2 separate regions of the Zea mays genome follow, and region 2 is linked to region 1. The links are chromatin contacts, called in public Hi-C maps. All regions are on one chromosome and are shown on one strand. Each heading gives the region's core, a stretch centred on a gene start, on an enhancer-like site or on the middle of the called end of the contact. The rest is flanking DNA. Distances are from core to core; before and after follow the strand shown.

What was found. A called contact is a pair of places that touch in the nucleus more often than the background predicts.
Region 2: a contact with region 1 is called in a Hi-C map of tassel, with 2.4 times the contacts expected there. The contact joins the promoter of LOC100278843 here to the promoter of LOC100216769 in region 1. A contact is called at or near these places in 2 of 25 Hi-C or Micro-C datasets (ear and tassel).

Annotation. Positions count from the first base shown.
Region 1 is chr8:63,192,915-63,199,112 of Zm-B73-REFERENCE-NAM-5.0, forward strand. LOC100216769 (putative dynein light chain type 1 family protein) reads left to right here and starts at 2,758. Exons shown (of 2, transcript NM_001143168.1): 1 at 2,758-3,144; 2 at 3,296-3,867. The coding sequence starts at 2,761. The coding sequence ends at 3,454.
Region 2 is chr8:63,369,583-63,375,780 of Zm-B73-REFERENCE-NAM-5.0, forward strand. LOC100278843 reads left to right here and starts at 2,475. Exons shown (of 3, transcript NM_001151988.1): 1 at 2,475-2,764. The coding sequence starts at 2,571.

The DNA.
Region 1 (6,198 bases), core at 1,508-4,007:
ATTTAATTGAAATGCTAATTCAATAATTATTGGCCAAACACACATTTAAATAATTAATTAAAATATGTAACAACAGAGAATAATATTTTTAACATGTAGACAATTTTAATACGAATATAACACTACTTAAACAGAGCGAATCGGATTTATAACGCGAATGATATCAAATATTTAAATCAATCAAATCTCTGCGCGCAGTCACACCAAATTCCAGGGTCTATTTCGCAAAATCATCATCTCCTACCTCCCTCCATCTTCTTCACACACCATGGCAAGGGGAGGGGGGTTCGGGTGACGGGGGGAGCCGCGCGCGTGAGGGGGGGGGAGAGGGGATAGAGGAGAGGGAGAGGGCTATCGGGATGGGGTAGGGGTTGCGTCCATGCGGCAAAAAACGAAGAAGAACACGAAGATGTGCCAACACTATTCTACTCATCTAACAACAAGTCAAGTGTCATTGCCAAGTTCATTGACATTAAGTGTTATGTTGTTAAGGAGAAGATTTAGGATCAAACCATAAAAGCAGGCATACTAGAATTCAGTAGATGCTAGCAGATCCGATCATAAAAGGCCTCCCACCCAACGTGTTCAGACAGTGCGTAGCCGGCATGGGTTTCAGAGAGAGCCTGTGATCTTGAATCACAGGTGCTACAAAATGCAATCTAGTAAAGCTATTTCATTCTGAGGCAGGGGAGCATGTTGTAGTCAACGAGTGCGGTGACTCTTAATCGGTTATCGTTACGTGTTGGTCTTGATGTGTAAACTTGTCGAGGGGTGAACCCAGAAAAGTGAAGTATAATAAAAGTATAGAACAAAGGGGAGAATGTTGGTGTGTCCTCTACACAACTGGTTAACAGTAACCAGGGTAGATCTAACTAACCATCTCCTCAACCCACACCCTTGATCGCGGGGAGGGGGACCTAACCTTATAGTTGCAGCCCTACTTCACCTTGTGCCATATAAAAAGGGATTAGGGACCGGCAGGTTTAGCCAACGCATTAGCCATGCTTGAAACCCTAATACCACACAATCAGAGAGGCTCCCATCGCCTTGGTGTTTGCCATGACCGGAAGTTTTGCTAACCCTAATGGCGGCTACGGACCATGGAGCCCCAAGGGGTCCAGAGACCAAACCACCACCTCTACAGGGCGGCGGCAATGTCCAGATCAAGGCGGCATCGGTGGGATCCTCCTCCACCTCTACAAGACCTTCCTCCACCTCTACAAGCCACAGGATGCCAAGATCTTGCCTTGCCCTTAATCAAGGGCAAGACAGCAAGACGATATGGATTCCTACTTCCCTCTGTTTATGTGTTAACAATGCGTGCGCAAGTATAGATCAACTGTTTATTATTAAGTGCTCTCGGATTTGACTAAGTAGACACCGCAAGATTTCTTAAATCTAGCAGGACAAAGTTTCCAATCCATTTCCTGGGGATGAGAAGCTTGCATGGACTGTCACAAAATTAGATCCTAACTCTACCGACACCTGTATAATACAGTATACTGTGAGCGGCATAGCAAGGTGGTTGAAGACTTGCTGTTCCTTTTCTGTCATAATGATTAGAGATTATGATCCATCAAATCTGGTCTTAATGCAGCAGCAGCAGCTAACCAGCTACACACTATCTTTTCTCCACGATACAGGGCACCAGCTCCATCAGTTTAGCGCAGAATAAGGCAATCTGCACATGGTCTGCGGCTTTCTTTATGTTCAGAAAAAATAAAATTTTGTCCCTTGCTCCCAGTGGCGGATCCAAGGGGTGGGCAAGGTGGGCCATGGCCCCACCTCAATTTTTTAACCCCTTATACCTAGGTTTAGGTACACACCAAAATAAACAAATTTTTGTATAGTTAGCGTGGACAAATCTAATTAAAACTAGGTTTTGATCTATTTTTCTATCGACGCTTCACTACTCAGTCCACTCTTTATCTGAGCCATTTGATTCTCTTCCCTAGCGCAAGCCCAGTCGTGGCTCACTCACTTCTTCGGTCTTCGGTCATCGACTGACCAGTAAGTCGGTGACCTAACCCGCCCGTTGCAGCGCACCTTACCTTCTCATCACTCATCAGCTCGTCGACTCGTCGGGATCCTGCAGACAACGTTGATATTTTGCCTCCTAGTCCGCACCAGCAGATGAGCAAGTTGTTGGTGGGACCGTGGTGTCATATGTCCCTCGCTAACTCATTAGAGTCTCACCGCGTCGTTGCAACACGACAATGGGTGTCGCTTGCCGTCATCTATCGCTACCTTGCTTCCTGCACTCGCTCCTCCTAGCTGTCGTCGTCTCACCAACGCCATCTCACGACAATTTCGATGACTCGCCAGAACGACGCGCCGATGCGGCTGCTCCGCTCTAGTGCCTCGTCCTCAGTCAGTCCACCTATTTTTTCTCTATAGCTCTCCTTTTGGTAGCCAAAAAGGTTTTTTGGTATTCATATCATTTTGGAAACACTAGATATTATCATTTAACATTCATGTTATTATCATTAATCTATATTTATAGTCTAGTCTGGTGATTTGTCTCTTGCACTGTTGGCCCCACCTAGAATTTTGTTCTGCGTCCGCCACTGCTTGCTCCCACCCACTCATTGCAGAGTATCCAAACCCACAATAATCCATTGATTAAGAAGTGCCCGGACTACACGATTCCGCTTGCGTCTGGCACTCCCATGGTGTTATATAGACGGCTTTAGGAAAGCCCATACAGATCCAGAGCCAATAACCATTAACCAGCTGAGTAGCAGAGGCATTGACATAGCAATGGCAGCCCGCCATGGCAGCAGGAGAACAAGGGCAGATCAATGGCTGTTTGGTGGGAAGTGGAGGGGAACCGTAAAGGAGACAAGGCATCCTCCGCCTGTCCCTGAGGCCAAGCTTCCAAATCCCGTTCCCGTTCAGAAGGACGAAGGCGTCTGCCTTGAGAAGCCTCGGGTGCAGAGAGAGGTCGCCGACGTCGCGCCCGGAAGGAGATCTATGCCGGAGATGGAGATCAACATGAAAGAAGTCGTTGCGGTGCTCGGGGTGAAGGTCATGGCTGCAGACATGCCGCCGTTCATGCAGCTGCATGCCTTCCGGTGCGCTAAGCGGTCCCATGACAACTTGGACAAGTTCAGCTCAAGGCAACTGGCCCATGATGTGAAGAAGGTATGCTCGTTCTGATGATATTTGCCTTGCCTTCTACAGAGCCATCCATCAAATTGTTCTGTTCTTCGATCCTGTCTTTCGGATGAGTTAGTTCTTTGTGAAAACAAACTTCAATTTTTCACTCTTCAATTGTTGCTATATATCCAAACAGGAGTTCGATAAAGTGTATGGGCCTACCTGGCACTGCATCGTTGGTACGAGCTACGGTTCCTTTGTGACACATTCCAGAGGCTGCTTCCTCTACTTCTCCATGGACAAAATCATAGTGATGCTGTTCAAGACCAAGATAAGGAAAGTGTTAGCATCCTGAGCAGCCTGTCCATCATGAAGGGCGTGGTCAGTCCAGCTTTTCTATGATACTGACAATTGTAAAATATTGAACCTTATAGCTTGGAGCTGAAGAGCTAACTTGAATCATTCTTGTCTGTGAGTGGCAACTTGCTAACATGGGGCCGTACTGCGGTGCTGTTGTTGTAGACTAAAAAATTAACCGTTCAAAGCAATGATGAATTATTTGCATCGGTGTAGTGTAGGAGTACTTTGCTGAGGCACAGCTCTGGTATGCCAGAGTGCCAGGCTGCATCAGCGATCACGGTCAAGGTCACGTTGTAAGATTCCTGATTGGCAGAGATCTGTTTGCCATAGGGAGGGCCATGCAAAGAATGGCATGGTCACGTCACGCCGTGGACCAAAATCAAATTTTTTTTGGCTTTTACATCGTTTATGCAAGGCCTGTTTGTTTCTTGCAAAATTATATAATTCAGCTTATTTTATATAGATTATATAATCTAGTGTATATAATTATATTTAAAGGATTTGTTTACATAAATTATTAGTGGATAAAAAGTCAAACAATAATATAAAATAAACACTTAATGTTCTGCTTATGGATTATCATAATCTAGATACCTAAATTATATAATTCATTCTGATAATCTATACTATTTATTTGTCTCTTAACTTATTTGAACTAGATTATATAATCTAGAGGATAAACAAACAAGGTTTAGCTCTAAAAGCATAAAGATTATCTCACACAATGAATATTTGTATTGGTCGAACTTGCATACATACACTCTATTTATCACCAAAGGTGGCCTATGGTCCAACCGAACTAATTAACCAGCAAGTTAACTAGCCGATCGGCTAGTGGAACCAACCTGGCCACCAGACCACGGAACTGATCCAATTATTTATTATGTCTGTGCACATCAATTTTGTTAGTGCGATAGTTTGAATCATTTCGTTAGTAGTTTCAAAATTTTTGTTAAATCTTCATGCATTCACTTATTCAGCCCTTCCGTTACAGTTTTAGACATTATGTTACAGTTTTAGTCATTCCATTATAATTTCTGTTACAATTTTAGTTATTCTGTTACAATTACAATTTCAATATTCTATTACAGTCTCGGTCATTCACTCATCCGACCATTCCGTTACAATTTCAATCATTCCATTAACATTTCAATTTAGTTGTTCGGACGGGGGGTCATGGGGGGGGGGGTGCGATGGGTGGTTGCAGCGTGTGGGCTGATCGAGGTGTGGCGGTTGGTGTGCGGGGGTGGGTCGGGCGTGTAGGCTATTCAAATGGTGCTGGTAGTGTGTTTTGGGGGATTTGTTAGGTTGGTCCAGGTGATGGAATCTCCAATCCACCCTATTAGTTACTTACTTTTCATCACAACATGGTATCAAAAACAAGGTAACATAAGTTAGAAGGTTCAGACCTTCTCCCTTTAGTTACCTCTTCTATGAAGGGTAACTCAAGAGTGAAGATATAAAATGATAATGTGGATGAAATAATAATGTGTGATAGAGCAATAAACAGCGTGGTGTGACACTCATCTCGTATGCTCTAGCATTTTTCGTTCCATCTTTCCCCATGTGAACTGAATTTACAAACGTACCTTCGGCTTTACACATAAGATAGCTCGAAGATACTTCAAAGGCTAAACAAGATGAAGCTAAAGGCCCTCGAAAAGGTCCCCTTATGCATGGAACTAGTCACCTATTTATAGGGGAGAGGTACAACTTCATATGAAATTTCAAATGGTTTACAAATAACACAGGGACATTGTCGGGGACCATAATTAGGGGTACCCCAAGGCTCCTAATCTCAGCTGGTAACCCCCATCAGCACAAGCTGCAAAGGCCTCATGGGTGCGATTAAGTCAAGGCTCGGTCCACTCAAGGGACACGACCTCGCCTCGCCCGAGCCCAGCCTCAGGCAAGGGCAGCCGATCCCGGAGGATTCACGTCTCGCCCGAGGGCCCCCTCAAGCAACAGACACACCTTCGGCTCGCCCGAGGCCCAGTCTTCGCCGAGAAGCAACCTTGGCCAGATCCCCACGCCGACCGACCGTATCGCAGGAGCATTTAATGCAAGGATCGCATGACACCTTATCCTGACGCGCGCTCCAGTCCACAGAGCCGAAGTGACCGCAGTCACTTCGTCGCTCCACTGACCGACCTGACAAGAAGACAGCGCCGCCTGCTGTGCCACTCGACGAAGTGAGGCCGGCTGACAGCAGCCAAGTCTGGCCTCGGGCGCCATAGGAAGCTCCGCCTCGCCCAACCCCAGGGCTCGGCCCCCGTCTCGGCCTCAGACGATGGACTCCGCCTCGCCCGACCCCAGGGCTCGGACTCAGCCTCGGCTCCGGAAGACGACGAACTCCGCCTCGCCCGACCCCAGGGCTCGGACTCAGCCTCGGCTCCGGAAGACGACGAACTTCGCCTCGCCCGAGCCCAGGGCTCGGACTCGGCCTTGGCCTCGAACGACGGTCTCCGCCTCGCCCGACCCGGGGCTCGGACTCGACCTCAACCTCGGAAGACAGACTTGACCTCAACCTCGGAGGAGCCTCCGCCTCGCCCGACCTAGGGCTCGGACCGACCACGTCACAGGGGGGGCCATCATTACCCTACCACTAGCTAGCTCAGGCTACGTGGAACAAGACCGGCGTCCCATCTGGCTCGCCCCAGTAAACAAATAATGATGGCGCCCCGCGTGCTCCATGACGACGGCGGCTCTCATCCCCTTACGGAAGCAAGGAGACGTCAG
Region 2 (6,198 bases), core at 1,225-3,724, 180 kb after region 1:
CGCTTTCTTGGGGGCCATCGCGAGATTGCTTTGTCATAGCACGAACGGTGGGCGCCAAATGTTGGTACCAACTGACACGTGGTCAAGTGGGCCCAATCACTCAGGAAAGGGTGAACTCTGGTGCTCAACAGAACAATAAGCGGGGAACTATAGCATCTTGTTAAGCGTGTCCCATCAGTGTACAATGCGGGAGTATTTATAGGTATCCAGGTAGGTGGGTAAGCCATCCTAAGTACAATTATGCCCCGGTCACCTGCTATAGCTCCAAAATATTCCCCCTTATAGGGTCATTACAGCGATGTTAAGTACAGCCTGATCAAATGTACTACAAACCCTACCCCAAAGAGGGCTTACAAATGGGCCCGAATGATAGCAGAACGCGGCCTGGGCCCGCCGTAGGGCATCGCGGCCCTCTTCTGCGCGTGGTACCCTTCGCCCTATGATGACAGGTCTTCGACCTTGTCGGGACTATCGTTGGTTGGAACCGTTCGAGCGGTGAGGTCGCCTTCACGAAGCTACAAGGAGCCCCCTCTTAAGCGGTGCAGCCCTTTGCTTCGATGCCTTCAACAATTCTAGATGAAGACCTCGGTTCTGATACCGATCGAGGCACCCTTGTCTTCCTGCATCTGCAATAAAGCATGTTCCATTGGTGTTAAAGAAGATTGATCGAGGGGGAGGACAGCCATCGCTCCAACAGAGATAGAGAAGATGATTTATAGAGCATTGGAGCCATGGTGCAGTAGCGACGATGGTGGATCATTGGTGGCATCTACCTCACATAGACAAGGAGCCAGGATGAAAGAGGAGGTAAAGGTGAGAGACGAGAAAGTCAGTTGCAACTCAGTTGCAGCTGAGGACGAGAGGGGAAATTAAATAGAGTTAGGCCTAGTTTGGGTACTCTAGTATTGAGCTTAATCCACATGTATTGAGGTCAATACTAGAGTACTCAAACAAAGCCTTAGTGGGTCCCGATGAGGGAGGGTCCGCAATATAAATATTCTAAAGAAACAGGTAGAATGAAACTGATCTTGTTTGCACCACAACCTCCCCTATGGCCCAACACACGACATGAGCCCCGTGCCATGCCGACATGAGGTCAATTGACGTAGAGCTATGATAGATATGTATCGAGCTTTCGTGGGCTAGGCCACAAGTCATCCATTAGATGTGTTCAATATGAACATGTATAATTTTGACCATCTAAAAATATGATGAAATGATCGTTTACATTCAACATCATGCTCATCCTTTTGCTCTGTAGATTGGGCCATATGGCCAACACGACGAGGATAAAGCTGAGTTGTCAGACTCGAATTTTCACAAACCAACTTTTAGAAATCCAAAACCAAGAGCTATGGAACTAAAAGCTAAAGCTCTAACCAGGCCTAAATCATGCATCAAACTTTCTTTGTCCGCCCAACAATTAGTCCTCCCCTGGTTCGGGCCTTGAGGTTGACGATTTGAGACTCATCAATTAGCCGCTCTTTTTGGAAGTACTCTAATTTTAGAAAATTTAGTGGAGTTGATACAGTAGGTTATTAAGAGCTCCAGAAAATACCAAAACTAGAGTTGTAGACTTTTAGAAACCATTTAGATGAGTTATTTTATTTCTTATCTATATTAAATTTTAAACTGATTAAATTTATATTATAAACTAGCTGTAACTGGAATCTGCCATTGTTTTTTACTTTTTTCCAATCAGCCGATGCAATAATTCGATCCATTAATAATTGATCTATAATCCGATCCGTTTAACCTTTTATATTATAAACTACAGCTGTGTTTTCCAATCAGCCGACTCGATAATTGGACCCATTAGGCCTGTTCGGTTGCTTAGGAATGGTGGTCTAGAACTATTCCTGTCTAAATTGTTTACCTATTTTATATAAGATTTTATCGGCAACGACTATTATGCAAGCAGTCTTTCTGTGCAAGCGTGTAAACAAACCATCAGATCCATCAGATTACGATTCAACCACAGATACAACCATAGTGTGTTAGAGGGTTTTTATAAATATTATTGAGCTAGTGGTGGAAGAGTTTAAGTGTTAAATATGAGCTACGGTTTGATCACGATCTAATGGATCAGTTGATTTCCTTACACGCTTGCACAAAAAGACTGCTTGCATAGCGGTCGTTGCTGATTGAATAATTCTGTGTCCAACCCTGGACAACCCAACATGCCCTAAGGGCCTGTTCGGTTACATCGGAACGAGACCCGGAACTATTCTAGATGATCAATTACTATATAAATTAAACTATCATTCCAAGTGGAATTATTCCGGAGGTTGAATCCGGCATATCCGAACAGACCCTCTTGTTCGTTTAAGTCGGATTACACCCGTAATCGTTCCAGCTAATCAAAGTTTATATAAATTAGAGAAGCAATCCGGATAGGAATTATTCCGACCCACCAATCCGACAGAAACGAATAAGACCTAATAATAATTGATCTATAATCCGATCCGTTGAACCAGTTGTTTAAAGTCGCGCTCGCGCCTTGGCTCGTCAGTCGTCACGACCATGATTTGGTAACTGAAGCAACAGGAAGCCGGCGGTGTAGGCGACCCATGGCGCCACAGAGGAGGAGAGAGAGGGCGGTGGGGGAGGCGCGGCCGAGCTCGTCGGCGCCGACACCGGCGGGGCCGGGGTGGGTCGAGGTGCAGCGCCGGCGGGTGGGCGGCGGTTGGACAAGCCGCCGGATCTCTATCTACGCCTCCCGAGTCTACTTCCTCCTCCTGATGCTCCAGATCCCGCTCTTCAGGTCGGTAATAAATCGCTGGAACACTCCCTCCCATTAACTCCCCGGAGCAATAATCAACCAGAATTTTTGCTTTCTCTGTAAATTGTTCAGTGCTTAGATTTCTGTGACTTACGACTTATCACTGATTGGTACTAGCGGGCCTTTACTTTTCGACTTAATTTTGCACAGGGGGGGGGGGGGGGGGGGGGGGGGGGGGGTTGAACGCTGTATTTCTGATTCATTGCAGTTGTATTTTATTTCAATGCCTTGTCGTCGAACCCTTAAGTGATCCATTCTAATTGTTACTGGTTAAGGGCTTAAAGTATCAGCTTTAGATTGCAAAAATTGCAACCGGTACCTTCAGCTTCCATGTTCCAAGTGCCAACCAACAATTTCCATGTCGCTGAACTCCATCGACCTTGAAAACTTTGAGTACTTCTTCATATTCAACGTTTATGCACATAAACAACAGACTGCCAGCGAGGACATGTTAGACATGTGTCGATTATGCGTGCAGTTGGGTTACCTTACCACTTGAGTTGTATTAGGGGTTAGGATAGAGCTGGAGTTGAATTTTATATTCCAGGGGGCCATAAATGTGAGGCAACCTCTGTTGTAACCATGAGATGAATTGGCAGCTAGTTTGGATGGCGGCGAGACCGTTGGATCGCTTGGATGCCGGTATAACTGCTTTTTTATGGGGAGCTGGTGAGGCATGCTAGTAGCCATGCCAAGGGGATGTAGGCATATCGCAAACCTAGTGAGGTGTGCCTGTTGTCATGCCCCAGGGATGTAGGCATATCACAAACCTCAATAAAAAACATTATGCCTCGGTGTCGTTCTCATTCACATATTTTTCTTTGGTGGTTATGCTTCGGTGCTCTTTGGTGGTTAATAGATCCTTTCGGGTTTCGATCTAACCGTGCTCTCAAACAGGACATGTTATGCATGGTTGCTGTGGAGTAAAACAGAAGCATGGGGTGAAAGGATATTGATTGACTCTGCATGTGATATTTTTTTTTTCAAATCAGTGACTGCAAGACATGAATAATACGACTGCAACACACACAACTAGCATGAGTGGGTTACCTCTGATTGTGCATTACTTATTGCCCAACATACATTTTCTAGATCTAAGGGACCTAGTCCCTGTTCATATATGCTTTGCACAACACAAAGGTTATATAGACTTTACATTCCCAAATTAAAAGATCATGGCCATCTACTCACGAAACCACATGAAACACCACCACACCAGGTGAATTGCTTGACTAACTTGCCTACTCTCAAAGCAAAGTCATTACCAGCATAACACATCACATTCATACAATTCAGTAACAATGAGTTATTCTTCTCACTTGAAAACATGTGCGGCTGAGAGCACACCTTCCGTAAACTTTAGGGCAGAGCTCCTCCAATCTTCTGACCTGCCTGGAGCTTACCAGCGATCATTTTCCCAACAAATTGATGGCAAACGATATGTAATTCAATAAATTCATACATTTTTATAAGTTGTTAATTCGAACCTCCCCTCCTATATGATGAAGAACATAAAATGCAATAAAGTATGATGAAGAACTTAAGATAACCTTCTATTTTTATAAGCTGTACTTTTCTATTTTTAGCTGTTCTTTTCTATTTTTACTTGTCCCTATGTACTAAAGCTTAAAGCATGTATGGTCCATATTCTTCGCCTTCTGACCCTTCCATTTAGTATCTTGAACACATAAGATATTTACATGTCTTCTGGTCACTGTCTCAACTAACTCTCTTAAGTTACATGTAAGTGACACTACATTCCAACTACCCAAATAAATCCTAGTTGGTTCGACTAACTTCTTTACTCTTCATACCCATCGATGATGTGGTGACTCTTACAGTGATTTGAAGTTGAGCGACTTGCTAATTGACACACCTGGGGAACCAGGCGACTAATCGCGATTAAGACGACGACTAGGTCGACTAATCGTGTTCTAGTCGACCTGGTCACCCAGTCGCCCCTACAGCCCCTCCTGCATATTGCAGGACCTATATATATATATATATTGTATATTACGAGCCCTGGGCTTCCAATAACTAGAGAAAGCCCAGGTCGGACGGTGCAATCCGGTCGAGCCGGACCAGGTTCGGACGTCTATAAAAGAAGACCTGAAGTGCTAGGGTTCAGTTTTTCATGTCCCATCCTGATTCATTAGTGACGACGCCCACCCAGGCGCATGCAATGGCGGCGGTTGCCTGAGAGCGTGCGCGACGCGGACCCAAGGTTGGTGGATGCGGTGGCCGTGGCTCCCTGATCCGGACACGCGGTGGCCGCGGTTCCTCGATCCGGAGTAGTGGCGGCGGTTCCCAGGTCGGTGGAGGCGACTCACCGATCCAGAGGGCGAGCGACGGCGGGCCCCTGTGCGGGCAAGCGACGGTGTCCCCGGGGCACCGAGGCGGCGGCACTCCCAAGGCGGATGAGCAAGCGGCGCCCCCCGACGTGCGAGTAGCGACGGCGCCGCAGGAGGCGCGAGGTTCGAGCAGCGTCATGGAAGGCGCGAGGTGCACATATCGACGATCGTGCGTGGCATCCTCCGATCCGGCGTAGTTTGGGCGGCTCGAGTGACGACCTCCATATGTGCTTGTGTCGTCGACGACGTCCTCCGGCGACTACCCCCTCCGATTCGTGTTGTCTTTCGATTATTGTGTTTTATGCCTATCACATGTACTATTTACGCTAAAAATTGTACGATCTTATGCTTGAACATGGAGTTCGTATATCAGTTTACTGCATGCATATTTTTTGCATGCACATTGGAAAGACAATTCCTTGATTTATGCTATTCGTAATTACCATAAAAAATCAAATCATTTATGTTCGTAAATGGTAGGTTTTTACGTCTGCCATAAAACTGTCCCTAATTCCCGCCTGTTCGTAATTACCATAAAAAATCAAATCAAATCACTTATGTTCGTAATTGCCAGATTTTTACGTCTCCCATAAAACTGTCCCTAATTTCCATTGACATTTTTAGTTAGACTGATATTAGGTTTTTTTATCAATTATGCTACACGGTGTCAGTATTTATGCGACGTTGTATAAGTATGTATGCTCCGTGTGACTCATGTCATCCTATTTTTTGCGCGTGCAGTGGAAAGAAAAATATAATCCAACATTTCCGCGCATGCAATGGAAACTCTCACGATTTGCCATTATTTTTGAATCTGTATAAAAATAGAAACTGCATGCATGTGATTCCCATGTTTTACGGATCTGCCATAAAAATAGGATCGTTATACATCCTACTAGAGCTATCAATCTCTCACATTGGCTCGGTATTTATGCTTATAGCTGAGGGGTTTTATGCTCAAAACTTAAGATTTTTACGCTCAAACCTGGAGATGCGTCCACCAGTGAACCACATGCCAGATTTTTTTTACGCAGTGTACCGCATTACATTAACACCTATACCGTG